5 separate regions of the Gossypium hirsutum genome follow, and regions 1, 3, 4 and 5 are each linked to region 2. Evidence: chromatin contacts called from public Hi-C data. All regions are on one chromosome and are shown on one strand. The core of a region is the stretch at or near the end of the contact, and the rest is flanking DNA. Distances in the headings are between cores, read along the strand shown.

The links. Hi-C and Micro-C count contacts between places; a contact is called where the count stands out from the background.
Region 1: a Hi-C map of leaf shows a contact between it and region 2, with 1.5 times the contacts expected there. The contact joins the promoter of LOC107911625 here to the promoter of LOC107911695 in region 2. A contact is called at or near these places in 4 of 34 Hi-C or Micro-C datasets (all in leaf).
Region 3: a contact with region 2 is called in a Hi-C map of leaf, with 3 times the contacts expected there. The contact joins the promoter of LOC107911784 here to the promoter of LOC107911695 in region 2. A contact is called at or near these places in 13 of 34 Hi-C or Micro-C datasets (anther, callus, hypocotyl and 3 more).
Region 4: a contact with region 2 is called in a Hi-C map of leaf, with 1.7 times the contacts expected there. The contact joins the promoter of LOC107911770 here to the promoter of LOC107911695 in region 2. A contact is called at or near these places in 8 of 34 Hi-C or Micro-C datasets (anther, callus, hypocotyl and 2 more).
Region 5: a Hi-C map of leaf shows a contact between it and region 2, with 1.6 times the contacts expected there. The contact joins the promoter of LOC107911608 here to the promoter of LOC107911695 in region 2. A contact is called at or near these places in 2 of 34 Hi-C or Micro-C datasets (both in leaf).

The regions. Positions count from the first base shown.
Region 1 is chrD08:40,741,210-40,743,909 of Gossypium_hirsutum_v2.1, reverse strand. It overlaps LOC107911625 (cytochrome P450 78A3), which reads right to left and starts at 1,259. Exons shown (of 2, transcript XM_016839492.2): 1 at 124-1,259. The coding sequence starts at 1,167.
Region 2 is chrD08:40,430,944-40,433,643 of Gossypium_hirsutum_v2.1, reverse strand. It overlaps LOC107911695 (NAC domain-containing protein 43), which reads right to left and starts at 1,322. Exons shown (of 3, transcript XM_016839581.2): 1 at 878-1,322; 2 at 507-778; 3 at 1-401. The coding sequence starts at 1,061.
Region 3 is chrD08:40,018,168-40,020,867 of Gossypium_hirsutum_v2.1, reverse strand. It overlaps LOC107911784 (polyadenylate-binding protein-interacting protein 11), which reads right to left and starts at 1,304. Exons shown (of 11, transcript XM_016839737.2): 1 at 1,193-1,304; 2 at 466-882; 3 at 1-92. The coding sequence starts at 879.
Region 4 is chrD08:40,120,316-40,123,015 of Gossypium_hirsutum_v2.1, reverse strand. LOC107911770 reads right to left here and starts at 1,345. Exons shown (of 1, transcript XM_016839694.2): 1 at 281-1,345. The coding sequence starts at 1,007. The coding sequence ends at 402.
Region 5 is chrD08:40,814,779-40,817,478 of Gossypium_hirsutum_v2.1, reverse strand. It overlaps LOC107911608 (protein HLB1), which reads right to left and starts at 1,314. Exons shown (of 14, transcript XM_016839475.2): 1 at 771-1,314; 2 at 1-92. The coding sequence starts at 1,105.

The DNA.
Region 1 (2,700 bases), core at 10-2,509, 310 kb before region 2:
TATCGTAATCTAATCATCAAACTGATCCAAGATTCCATCTTCGACTGTTTTCCCATCACAGCTAGAAAGCAAAAAACCATGCCTATAAAAAAATAAAATAAAATTGCTTGCTTTGTTGCTTACCCAAAGTACGGCAATCATATCGTTGTCCGAGAGTCTATCAGGTCCAGTAAGAGAAAGTAAAACGTGCACGAAATCATGGTTTGTTGTCTCAGGTTGCAGTTTATGTTGTTGAATGATTCTACTCACAAACTTGTTCACTTTGGGAACAAGTTGGGTGCATCGAAGCCGGATTTTTTGAAGGTCTAAACCAGCGAGCCATGGGAGATGATCAGACCAATTGAGCTTCCCTAATAGGTCGTAACCTTCTTCGACAAGCTGGCTGAGTTGTTCAGTTTCAGTATTTGACGAACCAAGTTGATACTTGCTGCCAAACACCGAGCACATCATGTTGTTAAGAGATGCTTTCTTGAGTATATCCCGTACGGAGAATTCTCCGGTTCCACCCCGACATGCTATTATAGAACGCATTTGAGAGGCGATATCAGACCTCTGTGCCTCGGTGAAGCTGATTTGTTTAGGACAAAATAGATGTGTGGCAGCAATTCTTCTGAGGGTTCGCCAGTAAACCCCATAAGGAGCGAAACCAATGGCTCTGTTGAACATTAAACTGTATGCCGACTCTTTCACTGGACGATCAGCAAAAACGGAACTGTTAAGAATCTCTTTGGCTACATCAGGGTTGCATGTAACCATAACCCTTGTATCACCCAAGCTAAAGGCCATGAGCCGTTTAGCATCAAAACACTTAGCTGCTGCAGAAATTTTATGGTGAGCCAGATTAAGCATGATGTCCATGCTTCCCAGCACTGGGAAACCTCGTGGCCCTGGAATGATGTTATTGTGCTTCGTGGCACCTCTCTTGCGGAGCCAATGATACTTACCCCAGGCAGGGCCTCCAGGGTACAACCAAAAACAGAGGGTCATACCCAGCCAACCCATGCAAAGTAAAAGAAGAAGCCAAATGGAGTTTTGAGAGGAGAAAGTTTTGCATTTGGAAGCAATAAACAAAAGCCAAAAGCAATCAGAGTTGGTTTCCATGGAGATCAGGAAAATGGCGGATGATATTTTGTTTGTTTGTTTGTTTCCTCTTCTGGTTGAGACCATGAAATGAGAGCGTCGCTTATATAGAGATTTTTTTTTTTTTGTGGACTACAAGAGTAACGGTTAAACAGAAGCATTATGAGATATGCCACACGGATCGGCATATATCAACATTATAACGTAATTAAACAAAATCGAAAAGTTAAAATCGATATCATTGTGCGCCGCCACTAGCAAAACCGAAAACGAGGATTCATGAGCATGGGGCCCCTTGCATTCCCCACATTCGTTTCTTCTCGTGGGGTTCATTTTCTTGGAACACGTAAGCCCCTAGCTGCTACCATTCTATCTTTTTCGATCCACAGCTATCAAACCACTAATATCGAAGGCTAGTAGCAGTGTATTACTGGTAATAATTGAACAAGGCAGCCATTCCGATTCGCTATGTTAATGAATTTGGCATCGCTCTCAGAATTTAGGCATCGGCGGTGTATGTGGTGGTCCTGAGCGAGCCCTCCACTTCCAGGCCATATTAATCAAATATCATTCTTTTTCATACCCAATCATGTCGATGTAGTATCTTTCTCTTCTTTTTACTTCTTTTTTATAATCTCATGGACACAAAACTTTTACATGGTTATAAAAAAAATCATGAAAGTAACTCTTTAAGTTTTTCGAAAAAGAAATTAAAAGAACAAGAATCATTAAAACAAACTAGCAGCGGCATTGGTGAATGTTAATTAGTATTTGATTAAAATTAGCAAAATAAACAAGCATTTTTAAGATAGTTATATATATGGGGTGAGTTTGGATTTGGTGAATGTGTTTAGTTTATTTTTTGTCTCACGCTACAATATCGCTATAGTATTTAATATTGTCGCCGTTATTTTTATACTAACTACAAATAAACGCATCAGTCATCCAAACCCATTCATAATAATTAACTCAAGTGAGACCACCTTAAAAAATAAAGAAATATAATATCCCTTTAATTCTCTCCTCATGCAGTTTATTTGTCTCCTCATGTAGGATTTGTTTTTATGAAATATATGTTTTCTTGTAGAGAAATGATTCTTATATATTTATTAAAGGTGTGATATTTCATAAATGATATAATCAGTAAATATACTTCCTACTGAAAAATGTGAATTTGAACCATTTTGGCGATTTAAAACGTGGAAGTTGAGCGACACGCATTTGGAAATGAGAGTGGCCGAAAGATCTTGACGGCCCAACAAAGATCTTTGATGCTAAAGTAGTAGTTTTTATTCTTGTTTATTTTACAACAGAAGAAAAATCTTATGCGGGTGAGCTGAATAAAAGTTACTTGACGCTAACACGTGTGGAGACGTTGCTATCGTGCCCTTGAAATTGAAATGAACCCACGAATCTGGGGTGGATATAGCCGTACCCCACTATCGCGAGTACCGAATCCCACCCCACCCTCCATGCCCCATCGCCACGTGTTCCTTGCATTCTCTATCTGTCCTCTTTCATGTTCATCACTTGCTCCAGTGGTTTCTAAGGTCCCAATGAAATGGCTTTGGGCTTTTAGGACAACCACCCCCACTCAAAAGGCGGATCCTTACTGCACCT
Region 2 (2,700 bases), core at 73-2,572:
AAACATGGCTTGAAGCTTCGATGCTGATCAAAGTGTGGGGTATTGATGGGAAGGGCTGGGAGAGATTGGCTTTCCAGCCTTGGGAGGTGCATAAAACTTTCATGTAACCCATTGCTGATTCCTCCTGCGTTGTTCGCAACTAGCATTCTTAGATGATTGTTGGTGTTGGCGTTGGGAATGTTCAATGAATCGTTCTCCATCTTGCAAGTCCTTCCCATATAAAGAAAAAATTGATCTAAAACCCCGTCGTTGCCTGAACAAAGCATCTGCGTCTTGGAATCAAGGGAAGTAGAGGAGGAGCTTTTGGGACTCTCTAGGGTTTTCTGATAATTCTTCTTTCTAAATACACGGCAAACCACCCAGCCTTCTTCAGCCATAGAATCGCCAATGGGATTGGATGCCTGTAGCACCCATTTAATATTTTAATATAACCAAAAGAGATACGTACAAGAGGATATTTTTTGTTATATTATATACATACTAAGGTATTGTAAAGGAATGCTTACATTAGAGTGAAGGGAGTTGGTATCGTCAAGCCTGTACTCGTGCATAATCCAATCAGATTTTTGACCATGTGGAGCTCTTCCTTTATAAAAAACCAATGTCTTCCTCAACCCAATTCTTCTAAAGCTACTATAAATGATCTTGTCACGTCCAGTAGCTTTCCAGAACCCGGCAGCTGTTGCCCGATTCGTTCTGGTCCCCGTGGGGTATTTCTTGTCCTTGTGGCTGAAGAAGTACCAATCATTTTGTGGGGTGGATCCTATTCTGCACTTCTCTGCATATCATCAACAAACCCCATCAGGATTTCATTTTTTTTTTAAAAAAAAGAAGAAAAAGATGCAGTGTTTAGTAACGGCAATTTGTCAGTACGTACCTTGTATATCCCAGGGCTCAAGCTTGTTAAGATCAACTTCCCGAATAACATCCAGGTCTATCTTTTCATAAGCTACTTTCTTTCTGAGGTAATAGTGAAGAAGCTCCTCCTCTGTGGGATGAAATCTAAAACCGGGAGGGACCTGAGACTGACCATTTATTGATAGATTCATTTCTTCTGACATTACCCGATGATCTTCTCTTCTCGTCTTCAAGTGTGAAAGAAAATGAAAGAGATGGGCAAACGGGGAGGGAATAACAGAAAGATAAAAAGAAAAAGAAAGAGAGGAATGCGTAGAGATGGGGAGGGTGATGCAGCGATGATAATTTATAATGGTTAGGGCATGGAATGGTTGAAAGATGCATGGAAAAGTTTTGGTATGATGGTCATTGGTGTACTTTGGGCATGGGGTCTATGCCCTTGAAAAGACCCAACCACCTAAAAACTAGACATTATAGAAGGGGAGGAAATTAATGGGTGAATATATAGAGGGAAAGTAGGTCCCGTAATATTGGTGGGAAAAAAGGAACCATGGGCCCTACGCCCCAAAATATATGGGTTAGAAGTGTGAGAGCGGGGGGCACGCCCACATCCCAACTATGACCTTCGACCTTAATATCTATCTGAAAGCCACCTCTAAAACCACCTCCATTTTTTCTCAAGAATAAATAAAATAAAATATTCATAATGTATAATTTTAAACATTGTTAATTAATTTCATCATGTCATCTAATTATAAATTTTAATTATAATCAAATTCATTGAAACAAATGAAATATATAGAAACTCGTAAAAACCACCTCAACGACAAGAAATGAGGGATGATGGGGTCGGAGCCACTGAGCTTTCATGGTCCCCTAAACCAAGAAAGACATGATGCCCTTTGTGGCGACTTAGCGACCTTACACTGCGGGCTGGGTTTAACACCTTCGAATGTCAGATATTTTATTCTTTTTACTTGAGATCATTTTTTTGATATTACGTATTATTATGGTATAAATTTTTTTGATGAACGTGTGATATAAGGATAGATGGGTTTAATTTATACAAAAATAAAAATAAAAATAAAAGAGAGAGTAGAGAATGAATGTTTATAAACTTAGGTATATACAGTGTCACAATGTTGCATAAAAATAGAACCACGTGTTGAATACTATTTTGGTAAGTGAAATGGCCCAAAAACCTACATGTGGAAGATAGGAGGGAGAGGAGAAATGTGTTATAAAAATGCATGTTTTTCTGCTCCGTGCCTTTTGCTTTCTTTGATTTTACATGGCAACCGCTTAATCTTTAATTTGATTAGTCTCAAAAAGTATAACCACTGGTCATAAATTAATCTAATAATAATGAAAGAGAATGGTCATCATTATGAAGACGTAAAATTTGACCACAACCCACATGAGAGTTGCTCCGTATAGGGGAATCTAATTCATCACCTCCCTCAATTAATCTCATGTTCTATGTTTGATTTAGAGCACCTTTTTTTCTTTTTGGCCACATCACTCTTCCAATTAACAAAAAGGCATTATGTTTGCTATTAACGTGAGATGACAAGACAAGTAACAACACAAATAAAAAAAGTGAATTTCATTTCTCTTTTAACAATGAATTGCTCATTTTTAGGTTAATAATCTTAAGTTTTTATAGGGTAGAAAATTAAAATTTCTACAAGGGTGAAATTCTTAATTACATAAAAAAAAATTAAATGCAGTGATGCCATGTAATCCCCCCCTCTCTCTATATTTATAATCATTCACTCAACAATGAGAAGGAATTATGAGGATTTCCGGGACTTTTGGGTCATATAATATACCTAAATAATT
Region 3 (2,700 bases), core at 55-2,554, 410 kb after region 2:
GACACATAAACAGTCCTACGGATAACCTCTTCTCTCTGGGCCATACTTGTCCTATTGTTTAATCTCCTTTTACCTTGATTGAAAATTTTCTTCTGAGAAAATACAAAATCCAGTGAACAAATCCATGAGATTAGATGATTCTCTCATCTACAATTGAGATTATGTATAACAAAAATTTGATAACATTTGGGAATTGAACCTTTAAATTTCATGCCACTTAAAATGTACATGAACCGTAGCCTCAACTAAAATTAACCAAAAGAAAAAACACATGAAATTTTCTTATGCAGAACGCACTCAATAATAAAACAGAAACTTTGAAAACCTTCATCCTTAAAACCCCAAACAAACAAATTTTATTCTTTTTTTTTATATGCTAATTTTCCTCCTTCAAGATGACTAAAATTCTTAATAAAAAACAGTAAACACAGCAATCAATCAACAAATGGGTTTTTGATGGCATACCCGCCTACCAGCACCATTTCCATTAGCATGACCATTCCTCGAGATGTTAGTGTTGTTTTGCAGAAAAGAGTTGTTAATGAAAAACCCTCCATTAAGTTCGTGGTTAGCAATTGAATGGGGCACGAACTCTTCAGCCATGGGGTTAAGCTTAGAGAACAGTTCTTGCAACTCTCTCATGTCTCTCTTGAAGCTATCCCCAACGTCATCCCCAGTACCACCATTGCTCATCTGTAAATCCCCACCGTTGGATCGATGATGGGGGGCACCGATCTTGTCGTATAACCCCTGATCGTTCTGGTGTAAGCTCGGATCAATTCTTGACCCAACATGGTTTTGCTTTGACTGATCCTGATCGTTTGATGCCACTGCTGTTGCAGCCGCATCTTGATTCGAACCATTCTCAACTACTGCCATGGCCTGATAATTATTCCCAAAAAAAAAAAATCTCTTTTATCGACTGATCAAGAAAAGGACCTGAAATTTATAAGCCCAAACATCAAAAAAAAAAAAGATGATTTTTTTTAAATGGCGTTGTGAAATGTAGGGAATATAAAAATGATAGAATCGTTTCGGAAACTAAGCCAAGGCTACATTCATCTCCATTGATGACGAGCAAAACTAAAAACCCACCTCGAGATCACTACGGAGAAAACGAAATGGAAATAAATAACAGCAGAAAACAAAGTAGAGCAGCCAAAAAAAAAAGGGATGATTTTCCTTTTCTTACAGTGTCTGTAACGCTGAGCTTAACCTTTTTTTTTTTTTTTTGAATTGTTTTCTATCTAAAAATTAGGGAATTTGGATCGTTTACTGAAATGTAAAAAAAGAAAAAAAATACATGTCTATGTATGACATGATATTGATGCATGTATGTAGGATGATACTTGGCGACATCCATCATGCGTCTGTACTATGACGTGTCGCGTAGTTATTGGCTGCTGGGCGTAACTTTTAACCATCATAACAGTGAGGCAGTGTTTCAGATTTTACAAGTGAATGAAGGGTGTTTTGGTAAATCAGTCCGATTCGCTAAACTTGGTTTGAAACAAATGTAAAAGATTTAGGTAGGTTTAGGTTGTATTAACGAGCAAAAATATAGCTGGGGACCCAAGTAAATAGGACTGACCAAAAATGCAGTAAAACTTTTGGCATTTAATTCTTTATGTATTTAATAATTCATAAAAAATCTTATTCTAAAAATAATAGTTCATATAATTTTTTTAATATTAAATAAATTATAATCATATTTATTAATATATCCAACACGGGTTAATTGCACCCTATACATTTAAATTGACTCAAATTTAAAATTGATCTCTAAATTTTAAAGCATTCTAATTGAGTTCTTAAAATATTAGTATTGTATCAATTATGTCTTTATATCAATTTAATATTGTAGAAATATGTTGTAATTAAAATTTAAAAGGGTTATTTGTTTTCTTGAAATAATATCAAGAATAAAACATCATGTTTACTTTTACAAATGTCATTCCTACAAGGCTTTTTTAGGTTTTTTTTTCCTGCAAAACATCATCTTAACATCATAATGACCCTTGAAACTTATCAAATTTATTGAGGACCTTTCACTTTAAAATTATATTTTAAAATAGTATGTTATTTTTTAAAATTATAAAAATATTTGAAATGTTAGATTATTTTAAAATATGAAAACTTTAAATTTAATTGTTAAAAGAAATTATAGCATTTTTTTTAATATGAAACATACAAATTATTTTTTTCAAGAAAAATGTTAGATTGCTCATTATTAAAAAGATAGCACCAAAACATAAATCAATGACAAAACCCATAAAGCCCAAATTAAACACCTTCCTAACCAAAAATCCTTAAAACAAAATGCCCCAAGGCCGTATCAGCCTAAAAGCCCTTATCTTAAACTTAATCCCACATTTTTCCTAAAACCCTAAGACAAAGCCGCAACCATCCACCAAAACTTGTTGGTCACTTTCCCTCACTTCTCTTTTAACTTTATCATTTCCCATGTTCTGACCGACTTTTCTAGAACTCTGTTTCTTAGGGCATCCCAGCCATGGCCAAGTTCTCTTCACCGATCCGATTCCATTTATGGATCTGCCCATACTAAAATGCCTTTACTGAGTTCTTATTGTTTCCATTCCATTTTCCCAAGTCGTTCTTCTTCAGCATCTACCTCTCTGACCCACTCACTTTGTTGTTCCTGGACTTTGCTTCAGATGTATTGTCTCTTTCGATCCCCGC
Region 4 (2,700 bases), core at 96-2,595, 310 kb after region 2:
TTAATTATTTTGACAAAAAAATTAGGGGTTGTAAGCAAAGAAAAAAAGAGGTTTAAGGATTCATTTTGAATCAACAGAGAAGATTTCAGAGAGTAGTTGATAGCAGGAAAGGACAGAGAACATATCAAGACAAAAACGATGTGACATTTTAATTTGGTTTTAATAGTGCCATTAAATTACTGGCCCTTAAAATCATGTTAAAGATTTTCAAAATGTAGTTCATTTGTTTTGATAAACGATTAAATTTGTGCATTTAACAATTATGAATATAACCAACATTAATGCAAACATGAAGCTTGCCCCCGCTCCATTCCCATTCATAATCCAACCACAGGTAGTCATACTATTATTTCAATTGTTTACATCGTCTAGTGTCGAAGGAAAAATGTAATACTGTAATTCTAGAAGTCTAACAACAAGCCATCTTTGTTAGAAGAAGCATTCCTACTGCTTGACAAACTCCATTGATCCGAAAATCCAACAGAAGTTTCAACTCTATTTCCACACTTAGCTACAGTCCTAACACTCTCAATCAATTCTTGAGTCCGAGCTTCCTGTGACAAAATTTCCAACAGCTGTTCTGGGGTGATCACTAACTTCACTTTCCAAAACCCATTGTCGTCATGCCTCGACAAAACATCCGTATGAGACCTCTTCAGTGTCCCCTGACCCTGATAATCACATGACATCCTGTAAGGCGCAACAAGAGATGCCGGGATGCTGTTCGACCTTAGATGGCCTTCTCGCACAATCTGGCCGCTATTACCTGAACCCTCTTTGCTGTTTAGTGGAAGTAGATAGTAGGATTTCCCAGGGAGGAGTTCTTCATGGTGAAACAGTGGTTTCCAAAAGAGATCTTGGCTTCGAAAAATGGCGTGCCCTGGGAACTCATCTGTGATGGTTCCTGCCGTAACGAGACCTGAAAACTCCATGACTCCACCATTTGATGTTATGACTTTGATCACTCCATCACCTTCCCCCAAGCCTCCAAACAAGCAGTTCCCCATCTTGTTGTCATACAACAAACAATCTCAAAGACCGTATGATCTTTTCTTGGTTTTTTATATGTTGAAATTGTAAATGGAGGAGTATTAAAGGGAGGGAAAGTTATGGAGCGAAAGAAAAAATATATCGTCGGTGGGATTCTTCTTTAGACCTTCCTCAATCCAACCATTGATAACACAAATCCAAAAAAAAAAGCATAAAGAAAAGAAAAAAAAAGAAAAAAAAGGAAGATATGCCACCACTATCATCATTAGGTTTATTAGTTAGTGGCCCAACAATTCATACATGGAAAGCAAGGTTTTCTAAAATCAAATATAATTTATTTTATTCCTACAATTATCTCAATGATATGAAAAATAAAAGAAGAGGATTTATTACTCTGTATTTGGCATGATAACATGGAAATAAATAAACCAAGCCTCATCAGTCATCACATCACTAGCAGCTCCTAAGATAAAATGGTGCGGCTAAGCCAACTCTTCGGTCTTTTGGGACCCATGTAGCCCGAGAATCCTAGAGATCAACAGACCCGAAAACAAACTGGACCTTGTTCTTTTTTACCGGATCTTGTTCTTAGTTTAAAGGTATAGTATAAGTTTTTACCGGTTTTTTATCAACTTTTTATTTTTAATTTTTTGAATTTGAGGTTTTTTAAAATATTTATTGATGCCCATACAAGATAAGTTCTAATATGTCTACATTAAGTATATGTGGACTCACATTGGTTATCACGTCAATATCGGTAAAAATTAATATTTTAGTTTGATATTTTTTTAATGGTTAAATTTAACTATAAAAAAGAATAAGAACTAAATTGATAAAAGATATAAATATTAAAGATTAAATTTATCATTATTCCTAGTTTAAATATACTAAAAAATGATATTATTCAAAAGAAAAATATGATTTAGTTATGTGTTTATTGCAACATAAATGGGGCAGATAAGCATTTAGACAGAAGCAAAAAAGCAATGGTCAATGAACAAAAAAACAGATCCATTCAAGCTTCTTTATCACTTTCTCGTCTATTTACTTTGACAGCTTTGGGAACTAAAGTTAAATATAAAAGAGACAAAAATTACACCGATGACCGATTTGTAGGGTTCTACAATGGTTTCTAAATGTAATACATTCTTTTTTCATAACAAATTATTAAATAAAAAATTGATGTAATCTCTCAAATTCGAGTCTAATGTTTAGGTCGAGTTGTAAGGTTACAATTGAAGTTATGAAATATGCATGCTAAGGTGATGTTAATACGAGAATTTTTTTTAGAATAACAAATATTTTTCAATCACGTTTTGAAGCCTTGATTGTTTCAAATTAAAGAGCTCACAAGTTGCCTATGGTGCTTGTGTCTAGCACATTTTTTTTCAAATAATATAATACCTCACGATATGGTGCAAGAAAAACTTTTCTATTTGCATAAGTAGTATCGACCTAATAATATTTGAGTTCACAATACAAATAATTTGTAGTTTTAATTATATAAACTTAATTCGGGAAAAAACTTATATTAGGTTATATTATATTAGGTTATATCCTTTTTATAATATGTAATTTAAATCAAAATAAAAATATAAATTTATAATATATAACCTTTATTAAAAAGGTTTTATAGATTATCCAAAATTTTTATTACACTTCTTATAAGTGATATAATTTTTTTCATAGTTTTAAAAAATTATTTTTTTT
Region 5 (2,700 bases), core at 65-2,564, 380 kb before region 2:
GAGACCTGCCTTCCTCATCAGTACCAGTGACACTATTGATCAACTCCATTGCAGCATTATTTTGGTAGGACTGACGTTGCTTGTTTTCTTGACTGAAGCATATATAAATCATGGAGTAGACAATGGTATCATTCACAAGCAGAAGAAACAAGGATCACATCATATTTATTCCAACAAGACTAGGAAACCTTTACTGCATGAATGGCGGCATATGAAAAAGAACATAAACTGAATTCTATAAAGTGCAAAATCCCAAAACCAAGGGTTCCTTCATCGAAGTTGGAAAAGATTAAGATTACAATTGATGCCGAACTTGAAATTCAGAACTAATTTAATGACTCAAAAGCAGGAAAAAAAATCTAATTGCATCTGAAGTTCAAAGATAACGAGCTTCTAACATAACAATCACGTTCAAGAGTAATGGAAGACCTTTGATCGGAGAACAGTTGCTCATCCATGCAATTAATGAAAATGAACTCGTAGACTAAAAGGAAGAGTACGCCTTAATTGCATCTAGTAGTTTGCCAATAGACAATCAAGAATCAAAATTCTGTAACTTCTCTATTCGGGATATAAAAGAGAAACAGCATAATTTTAGGTTCAGTTGAAACTCGAAGAATTCTCCACATTTAATTGAGGAGACGAATCAACGGGGAGCTTCAAAGATCGAAAGATTTGTACGTTGAAATCTCGTTAAATCCAATTACAAATTAAAGAGTGTAATTTTTTGATCAACTGAAACTCGAAAAGAAAAGGAAAAAAGAAAGTACCTGTAAGGAGACCCTGCATCATCTTCGTCGCTTTTCAACTCACTTAGCAATTCTCTCATCGTGAAAGTCCGGTTCTCCTCATCTTTACGCCGCCCTGGAGGAGCAACTTGGTCGGTTGAAGCTTGTTTGGTCGTCTCATTCGATTGGATCGAGCTCTCATTGTTCGGCTCCGGCTTCGGATCGGCATCAGTTACTACAGGTTCCGGTTTCAGTTCCTCTTCCGGTTGTTGTTCAGGTTGAGATTCTACTTTCAATTCCGATTCCGGTTCGGGTTCGGGTCGGGGTTGTGGCTGGAAACCATTTTGAAGTTCGGATCCCTCAGTCGTTTCGGACATAGCGTTGAGCGAGAGATTTGCGTGCAACGCCAAAGCCGAATCCAAGAAGATCTGAAAGATATATCAAGAAGAGAGAGAACAAGAAAATATAGCGTGTTGAAGCCAAGGTCCAATGCAAAAAAGGAAGTTACTTCAGCCGGGCCGTAAGAAGTCGCAGTAAAAGTAAAACATGGTAAGCTACTATGTAAGAGTACAACTGTTATCTTCAAATGCCAAGATTCCTCCCTCATTACTAAATTTTAATGTATTGAAACCTATGGTCGCAGGGTACTGTTGACCATTTTCCGAAATAATGATTATTAAAAAACCTAAATTTTGAACACGATATTAAGCTTAAAAAATATATAATTAAGTTGGTTTAAAAAAATGATTCGGGCATAGCTTTTTATATTCAAAACCAAAATACAACATTTCTTGTGTAATTTATATGATGGCAAATGAAATATACTTATAATTTAAATATTAATTTTTTTAGAAATTTAATTAAAAATATATAATAGTTATAATTATATAATCGTTAAATATTAAATAAAAAATTATTTTTTAAAATAAATAATATATATATATATATATATGAAAGTGCAAAAGAGTTTAAATGAATTATTTATAAATATGGGTGAGTTTAGTTAAAATTTAAAATTCATATTTTTTCTAAGTTAAAATTGAGAAATTATTATAATATTAATATTATAAGCCTAATTCAAGCTCAACTCAACCCATAAATTCCTTTATGGAACATAAATTCCTTTATGGAAGTAATATTGTTTATGTAAGATTTTTACTTAAGAAGCATTTGTTTCATGAAAAATTATTTATCAAATTTTTTTTTCATAATTTTGTGTTTGGTCAATGACAAATAACGTGATGGATGAAGTTAATTAGTCAATTACAATAAACCCTTTTTTATGCAAGTTGTCTTCTTTTAAGAATTTTTTGAAAAAAACTCAATTATAAATAAAAAGTTTTTAGATAATAATTTACTTGAACCGAGCTAAATATTAATATATTATAATACAATTTTATTTTTAAATTTTAGAAATGCTAAACTATTGATCTCAAATTATACTTTTCAATATTATTAAATATATATTTATATTTACATTTAATAGTACATAATAAATTATTAATATAGTTAAATTATTTATTATTTTAATTAAATTATTTAATATTAAATAAATTATAATAATAATAATAAATTTAAATTTAGAAAATATTCTTACTATACTGTTAAAAATTTTATATTAATATTTTAATAATAATTATATGAAATATGATTTATAAATATTTAGCGATGTTTTACAATATAAATATGAATATTAATAATATAAATATGAGTATTTTTTAAAACTTTACTTACTTTCATTTATTCCTTCCAATTTTAATGAATTATTATCCATATCACACATATAACTTTAAGTTTAAGTTTTAATTAGTCATTGATTATTATTAAGCCTATAAAGATAGGGTAAACTATAAAAATGGTCACTTTTGTTTGCCTTAAATTACATATTAGTCACTTATGTTTGAAATGTTATGTTTTAGTCACTTATGTTATTGTTTTGTTACGAAGTGGTCACTTTACCGTTAAACTCTGT